2 separate regions of the Mus musculus genome follow, and region 1 is linked to region 2. A link is a contact called in public promoter capture Hi-C data. All regions are on one chromosome and are shown on one strand. Each heading gives the region's core, a stretch centred on a gene start, on an enhancer-like site or on the middle of the called end of the contact. The rest is flanking DNA. Distances are from core to core; before and after follow the strand shown. Region 1 overlaps Ccdc186 (coiled-coil domain containing 186). Region 2 overlaps Plekhs1 (pleckstrin homology domain containing, family S member 1).

Region 1 (3,484 bases), core at 668-3,167, 320 kb after region 2:
AGACACAAACTGAAGAATTGTTAACTGGAAGAATTATGAGAATTGCTCCTGTTTGATACAGTATTGTACTCAGAGACACCATCTTAAACACCACTCATTTCATACCTTTGAAGCTGCTCATGTAACTGATCTGTGATTTTCACCTTGTCCAGTAAATTCTGAATTTCAGATTTCTGTCGATTGATAATTTCCCTGTACTTTGATAACTCATCTTCCGTTCTTAAGCGTTCATCTTCTAGACATTTCGCCTGTGAAATGATCACAGTCAAGCTAAGCACAGACCGCCGTGCTCCATATGAACTCTCTCAGACAGGGCAGACACAGGAGTAACCTGAGACAAGTGCTGCAGGAGCTGCTGTGAGGAGACAGGAAGCTGCTGTCCTTATCTCAACGACAACAACTCCCCTGTGTTCAACTGCAGTGAACACCTGACACAACAGGACAGACATGGCAGACACTCGGTACTGTGCTGTGGTCTCAAGTCATGGTGCCTGCACAAAACCCTACTTCTAGATAAGCGACTGGCACGTGGAGCCAGCGTGTAAGTCCTAAGAGGGAGATTACTCTGACCACAGATTATTCACTAACATTGTTAGAAACTACTATTAAATACAGTCAGAAGGAGTATTTTGGGTCTGCCAACGACATAAGGGTGCTGTAAGGTCCACCCATTCTGCCAACTGCTCTGCTGTCCTTAGCTCCAAAGCCCAGATGTTCCAGGTGCAGATGCTGAAGTGTGCCATGAGCAAGGATGCATGGCAAGCACTTCCAGTGACTAACATAACCTCAGCTCAGCAAGAGTCAGTGGCAGTGCAAATGCTAAAGAAAATGCTAGTCTTTTCCTAAGTTCTTTTATTTTGAAAGATTTCTAAGCATTGCTTTCTGAACACCTTAAAAAGCAGAGTAAACTAAGAGTGTTCATCCCACCTGAGTTAGGAGTGAGGAACTGCTTACCTTCGTTCTCAATGTCCGTAGCTCATCCATGCCCTCCTTAAATGTCCTCTTTAGATCTTCTAGCTCCTTTATTTTGGCATGATGCATCTGGAAGAGACACAGATCGCTGAGAGACACAGGCGCACTAGCAGTATCCTGCCTGGTTTTCCTAAGAAGGCCTTATCTGTGGACAGTCACGAATGCACCACTCCTCTTCCTGAGTCACAGCCCAGCCAATCAGGATGTATTAGAGAGTGCGGAAGAACTAAACTCACCTCCAGCTGGTCAGATTTCTCTTGCATTTGTTTTTCAAGTTCTCCTTTTGTAACTCTGAGCTTTGCATCAAGCTCATTTGACTTAATTTCTTCAGATTCCTAATGGAAAAACAATGAAAAACACTTTTACTTTGAAAATAAACAAAGCTTTGCTATCAAGTTTACTAGCTGTGCAATAGATTATGCAGCCAAAACTGGAGAAAGTATTGAAGGACTTTAAGTGTTAACAGAGCAGAAACAGGAACAGTGCACTTTGAGTGTATGACATAATCCAGTGTTTTCTACGACGTTTTGAAGGGAAAGTCTCTGATAAGATGAGTCATGTGGTGTGCCCATGGAAGCCAGAGCTAACACCAAGCCTCTTCCTCAAGTGCCCTTCACTTTATTTTTGAGACAGGATATCATATAACTTGAGCTGATTTGATTGACTTGGCTCGACTGGCTGGCCAGTGAGCTGCATGGACCCACCTCTCTCTTCACCCTGACAAAGCCAAGGTTAGGGGTTCACACTGCCACACTCAGCTTTTATGTGGGCGCTCAGGTTCTTATGCTTGCCCACTAGACCGTCTCCCCACTTGAACTGCAGGTACTACAGCACAGGAACTAACCTGTATTTTAACTGAGTGCTTCAGAAATGCACGTACACTGCACAGTGGCAGACTTGGAACGTGCATGAGCACAGAGCTCTGATAACGGACTTCTCACCAAGGAAGCCTACCTGATAGGTCTTTATCATGTCCTGACAGTTCTGCCGGATTTGCTCAGCTTCCTCCTTTGCCTGGGTTAGTTTTGTAGTTGTTTCTTTGAGTTTATCTTTGGTTTCCTACAATGACAACACGACAAAGACAACATCAGGCACAGCGAGGTGGAGGACAGTGAGAGCAAAGAGGTCCCCGCTTGTGGGGTTCAGTAACAGCAACAAGGAGGTGTGACCTTGTGGGTGGGCTTTGAGGTTTCAAAGCTCACCCTTTCTGATACCCAAGGACCCAGATGTACTCTCTCAGTCCTTCTACAGCACCACGTCTTCCTGAAGTCCACCATGCTTCCCACCATGACAACAATGGACTGAGTGATGTAGTCCCCAATTAAATGTTTTCCTTTATAAGAGCTGCTGTGGTCATAGTGTCTCTTCACAGCAATGAAAACCCTAACTAGGACACTGTTGTAGCACTAGACTAAGGGGATTAAGCAGGAGTCTAACAGTTTGCTTGTTTCTGACGGGGAAAATGGCTAACAGTGAGACTGATGGACAGTAAGTTAATCAGCAGTCTTCCCCAGAGTCCTCTAAATGACTTCAGCACTGAGAAAAGCAGTCTTCTACGGTTCTTTGCACATTGCAGAGAGTCTCTGGCTGTGGCTGTGATATCCATTTGAAACTCCCTTTTAACTGAACGACACTACTGAACATGGCCTCTGCTTTGAGACTGCTAAATGGCATTCTTCATGCAGGATTTTTAGGGATTTCCTCATCAAAACCTGTTGCTTTTCCCTCATTCTTATTTTTCACTCACCTGCTCTAGTCCTGACTGCCTGACTCTTCAACTGTCCCTTGCCAATTCCCACTGAAAACATACACACTTTCTTTTGTATAGTCTATCTTCCTTATTATTCCTTGCTTGCTTCCTGCTCTCTGGTGATCTCTCTCCCAGCTTCCTGACTGCAGATGCAACGTGATCAAGGCCCTCAAACTGTCAGTCATGCCTTTCCTGCTCTAGTGCAAAACTGTGAGTCAAAAAGACTTCCCTTCCTTATGGTACAGCGATGAGGAAAGTAATGACTGACACCTGCTGCTCCTGTGGAGATCCTTTGGGCTCCTGTGAGGCCTAGGCAGCAGCCTCTGCTCTGGGCAGCTCAGTGACCCTCTTTTGTTCTTATGCTTGGGCAGCGTAGCCTTTGTCTCTTCAACATCTGCCCTGCACCTAGGCTCCACACATTACTCCATATGCCATTTTAACAATAAACATCTTATAACTAGCACTTATCTACCTTGAGGTACTGGTCTTTGATAGTCAGGGGCCAGTATCACTTAAAATATAGCAACACAATAACCAGAATACTTTTCCACAGAGCCTTAGACAAAGTATAAACAACCGTGGTTCTGCATCCTCACTCCTGTGACTAAGACACAACTGACATATATAGTTCTGGTCCATTTCAACACCCTAAATCCAGCAAGTGAGAGTGCCAGATAACACTGAACATTTGAATAAATGAAAACAAATCCCATTGTGTCAGGTTAAGGATGCTTACTGTCTATATTCTACCTATCAGCTGAC
Region 2 (3,569 bases), core at 682-3,181:
GTGGCTACATCATACCTGCCAGTCTAGACTCCTCTCCTGGGCTATTTCTGTCTTCCTCGCTCTACCTGAGAACAACTCCTACATAGGACTGACCACTATGGATACCCACCAACATGATTATCTAGAGCAGCGATTCTCAGCCTATGTGCCACAACCCCTTTTGGGGGGGGGGGTGGAAGACTAGCGACATTCTCACAGGAATCGTGTCAGATATCTTGAATATAAGATATTTACAGTATGATTCATAACAGTGGCAAAATTACAGTTATGAAGTTGCAACAAAAGTAATTTTATGGCAGGGTCACAACATCACGAGGAACTGTATTAAAGGGTCACAGCACGTGGAAGCCCGAGAGCCACTGTTCTAGAGGATCAGAAAATTCAGCTCTCTCCCCTACTCCTGGCTTTCTTTGTTTATGTAAAAGTAGATAGCCAATTCTCTTTTAAAATTCGAACATGTGGTTCTTGGGAAAAGAAAAAAAAATGTTGGAAAGGGACCTGTGGAAGCAATGGCAGGCATCTCCTGTGGCTGACATGCCTGAGCCAGCCACATCTGTTGGGCCACAGTGAAGAGAGACGGAAGGCAGGCATAGGGATGGGCTGGAGAGAGCAAGAAGAAAGCATGACAACATTTTAGAGGCAGAGGAGATGGTGTGTGTTCTTCCTTCTGCCTTTGTCTGGCCCTCTCCCATATGGCGGTCTCCTTTGGATGGACAGGGTTGCAGGGGCCCTTTGATGTTTTTTTGGAGCAGCTGTGGCTATCTTAGACTTCTATTCCTATAAGAAAACAACTTGGGGAACTAAGGGTTAATGTCTCATATACTTCCACACCATCGCCCATCACCAAAGGAAATTAGGGCAGGGAGTGACTGGGAGGCCATGGAGGAGTGCTGTTTGCAAAGCTGCTCTTAGTAGTTAACCTGTTCTGCTTAAATAATGTAATGGCACCAGGACCATTCACCCTGGGATGGCACTATTCACAGTGAGCTGGGCTCGTTCATGTCAGTTATCAATTAAACGTATCCTCCAGCCGATCTAGAGGGGACATTTTCTAGTTGAGGTTCTGACTTCCCAAATAACTCTGCCTTGTGTCAAGCTAACATAATACTAGCCAGCACAGTGGGCTGTCATCACATTTTAGAGCCTGCCTAGAAGCTTAGGCCAGCAGATGTCAGAAAATAAAAGTCCAAGTTCCACTTGAACGCACAGATCATCTGCGGCTGCCCTTGGCTCGTTGCAGCGCATCGTAGGGTTTCCTTCAAGAACAGACGCAAGGGGTTGTGATCATCAAAAGAGAAAGAGCTGTAAGAATATGCTCTGGCGGGGTGTGGGGGAAGGGGGTGCCTCAGCGGGCCCATGCCAAGGCATCCCTTCCCCCTAAGGGGAAGACACACACAAGTATAGTATAGAATAGATTTTATTTAGGGCATGGGAAGGGGAGTTAAGAGGGTCACAGAGGCAGAGAAAGGCAGAGAGAAGGAGAGATTAGAGGCTTACCATAGAAGTCAGCCATGGCCACATGGAGAGAGGAGGTACGGGAATGGGGAGAGAGGGGGCACAAGGAGGCAAGAGAGAGGCAAGAGAGCCAAGAGGGTAAGAGAGAGACACAAGGGGTATAGTTGATGGCTGGTTGAGAGCTGGGGAGTCTGAAGATACTCTTTGGTCATTTAATTATTTCCGGCGGTTTGTCTTAGAAAGTGAAACTCTCCATTGGCCGGATCCCAAACTCAGAGAAGCTCCACGCTTCCCCCTGTGCATGCTCCTTAAGACACCAGTTGGCTGAGTCTGTCCAGCGGGATTTGCCAGAACTGGAGAGGACACCAAAGAGGAGCCCTGCCATCAAAAAGAGTCAGAAGGAAGCTGCTGGGGAGTAGGCTACTGCAGGCCCAGGACACAGAAGGATGGAACCTGGGCCACACACAGCCGTGTGACTGGAGACAAGGCTGCATCTGTCTCTGAGTCACCACTGAATTAACAGTGGGGCCACTGGCCCCACATGAAATAATGACTAAGGAGTAGAGTTAAAACGGAAGGGCTGATTATCTGAGATTCTGCCCCAGACACGGCAGACATCATTCAGTAAATCCCTGGTCTAATTAATAGCTGTGTGCTTCCGAGGTCACAGTCCACACAGCTGGCTCTTCGTTAGCCATATCATTTCAGGGATGCAAGAGAGTGAACGTGTGTCGCAACCCTCCCAGACACTTCCTGTGGCTCAGCAACCCAGGAGTGGGAAGCTGAGGAAGTTTGGAGCTGTATCCAGCCAAGATGTGCTTGCTCTAAAAATAAATAGGAAACTATGTTTGGACACTCTTAATTGATTGGTTTATTGCCAAATCAATTCTGCAAAGCCAAAAGAATCAAAGGCCTTTCAGTAATCAGGAATGAGAGAGAGGCAGTGAGCTGAACACTAATCAGCTTGGGGACTGTTGGTGCGAAGGGGGATTTAGAAAATGCATCTTAGCAGGCTGTCCTTTCAGGGGGAAGAAATGAAGGCTTTGGAAGATAGTGATACTCGATCTTCATGACTCTTGAGTTCTGAGCGGTTCGGGGAACAGAACCACAAATCTGGTATCAGCTTTAGAAAGAACATTTCCCTGGCCTTTGCCTTGTGTGTGGGTTTAGCTTAGTAAAGACCTTTGGCTCGCAGAGGAGACATTCAGTACGTGTTCTGTTATCTAGATTATTGCCAGTGTGAAATGTGCATGTGTACATAAACCATGGAAATAAATAAAGTGCCATGTACAACTGTTTCAAATCTCATAAATAAGAAATCAAGCCACTTTGGTGAGGAAATTAATAAATAAATAACCATCAAGGCAAAACTGCTGGAATCCAGCTGTGGACGTGGATTCATGGACTCTGAAATCCACGTATCCCCTGCTCTCTATGTGCCTTCAGGGAGGCAAGGAGGAATCTAAGGACCTAGAGTTGACTATCCACCCACTCACAGCATCGTTGAGACAGATAAACATGACTGTAGGTCCTTCCCAGCACGTGATCAGCCTGCCACCCTCCCTCAAGCCGAGACCCTCCCTCCTGCCACAGAATGAGAAGGGGGAGGTCTTGATGTCAGGACCACGCTCTGGGTGCTTCTCCTATTCAAAATGTCTGCTTATCAAAACAAAATTGCTGGGCAAACTTCCAACCCAAAATTCCAATATGGCAGCTCTGGTGTAGGCGTCTGGAATCTGTATCCTAATGCACTCCTGAGGGATTTGACCAAGGAACACAGTTCCTTGGTCGAATCATCCCAGGGGCTCAGTGGAGAACTTGTGCTCCTTGAAGAGGACCAAGTTAGTTTTCAGCAATGCTGAAGGAAGCAAATGATCATCGCTCCACCCACCTCCAACAGAGAGCGGGGCCTGAGGAAAACAGCTCTGTTTCTCCCCTTGCTTCCTCCTCTGTGGAGAGCAACACAACCTCTCCTGGAGGACGGAACCTTCTTGACTGGGCTTAGGTATGTGTTGCTGGTGACTGAGATGGACAGGAGAAGCCCACCATTTCACCATTCTCTGTGCTGTTCCTCAGAGTCTGTCTGATCTCACTTCCTCTGTGCCACGCCTTTC

What was found. Capture Hi-C pulls out chosen DNA fragments and counts their contacts.
Region 1: a promoter capture Hi-C map of adipose tissue shows a contact between it and region 2. The contact joins two enhancer-like sites. A contact is called at or near these places in 2 of 115 datasets of contacts at active chromatin or transcription factors (large pre-B cells and pancreatic cancer cells) and 4 of 9 other capture datasets (adipose tissue, embryonic stem cells, liver and 1 more).

What each region holds. Positions count from the first base shown.
Region 1 is chr19:56,799,959-56,803,442 of GRCm38.p6, forward strand. Ccdc186 (coiled-coil domain containing 186) reads right to left here. Exons shown (of 16, transcript NM_170757.2): 7 at 1,927-2,031; 8 at 1,209-1,307; 9 at 955-1,041; 10 at 106-248. Among named protein-coding and RNA genes, the nearest start is that of Ccdc186, 20 kb to the right of the region's middle. Within about 2 kb of position 1,918, at least 51 of the 459 cell types and tissues checked have an H3K27ac peak or open chromatin away from gene starts, as enhancers often do. A contact at or near this core is called in adipose tissue, where this site is marked.
Region 2 is chr19:56,483,975-56,487,543 of GRCm38.p6, forward strand. It overlaps Plekhs1 (pleckstrin homology domain containing, family S member 1), which reads left to right. Exons shown (of 13, transcript NM_001164263.1): 13 at 1,695-2,755. The coding sequence ends at 1,874. Among named protein-coding and RNA genes, the nearest start is that of Plekhs1, 24 kb to the left of the region's middle. Within about 2 kb of position 1,932, at least 57 of the 459 cell types and tissues checked have an H3K27ac peak or open chromatin away from gene starts, as enhancers often do. A contact at or near this core is called in adipose tissue, where this site is marked.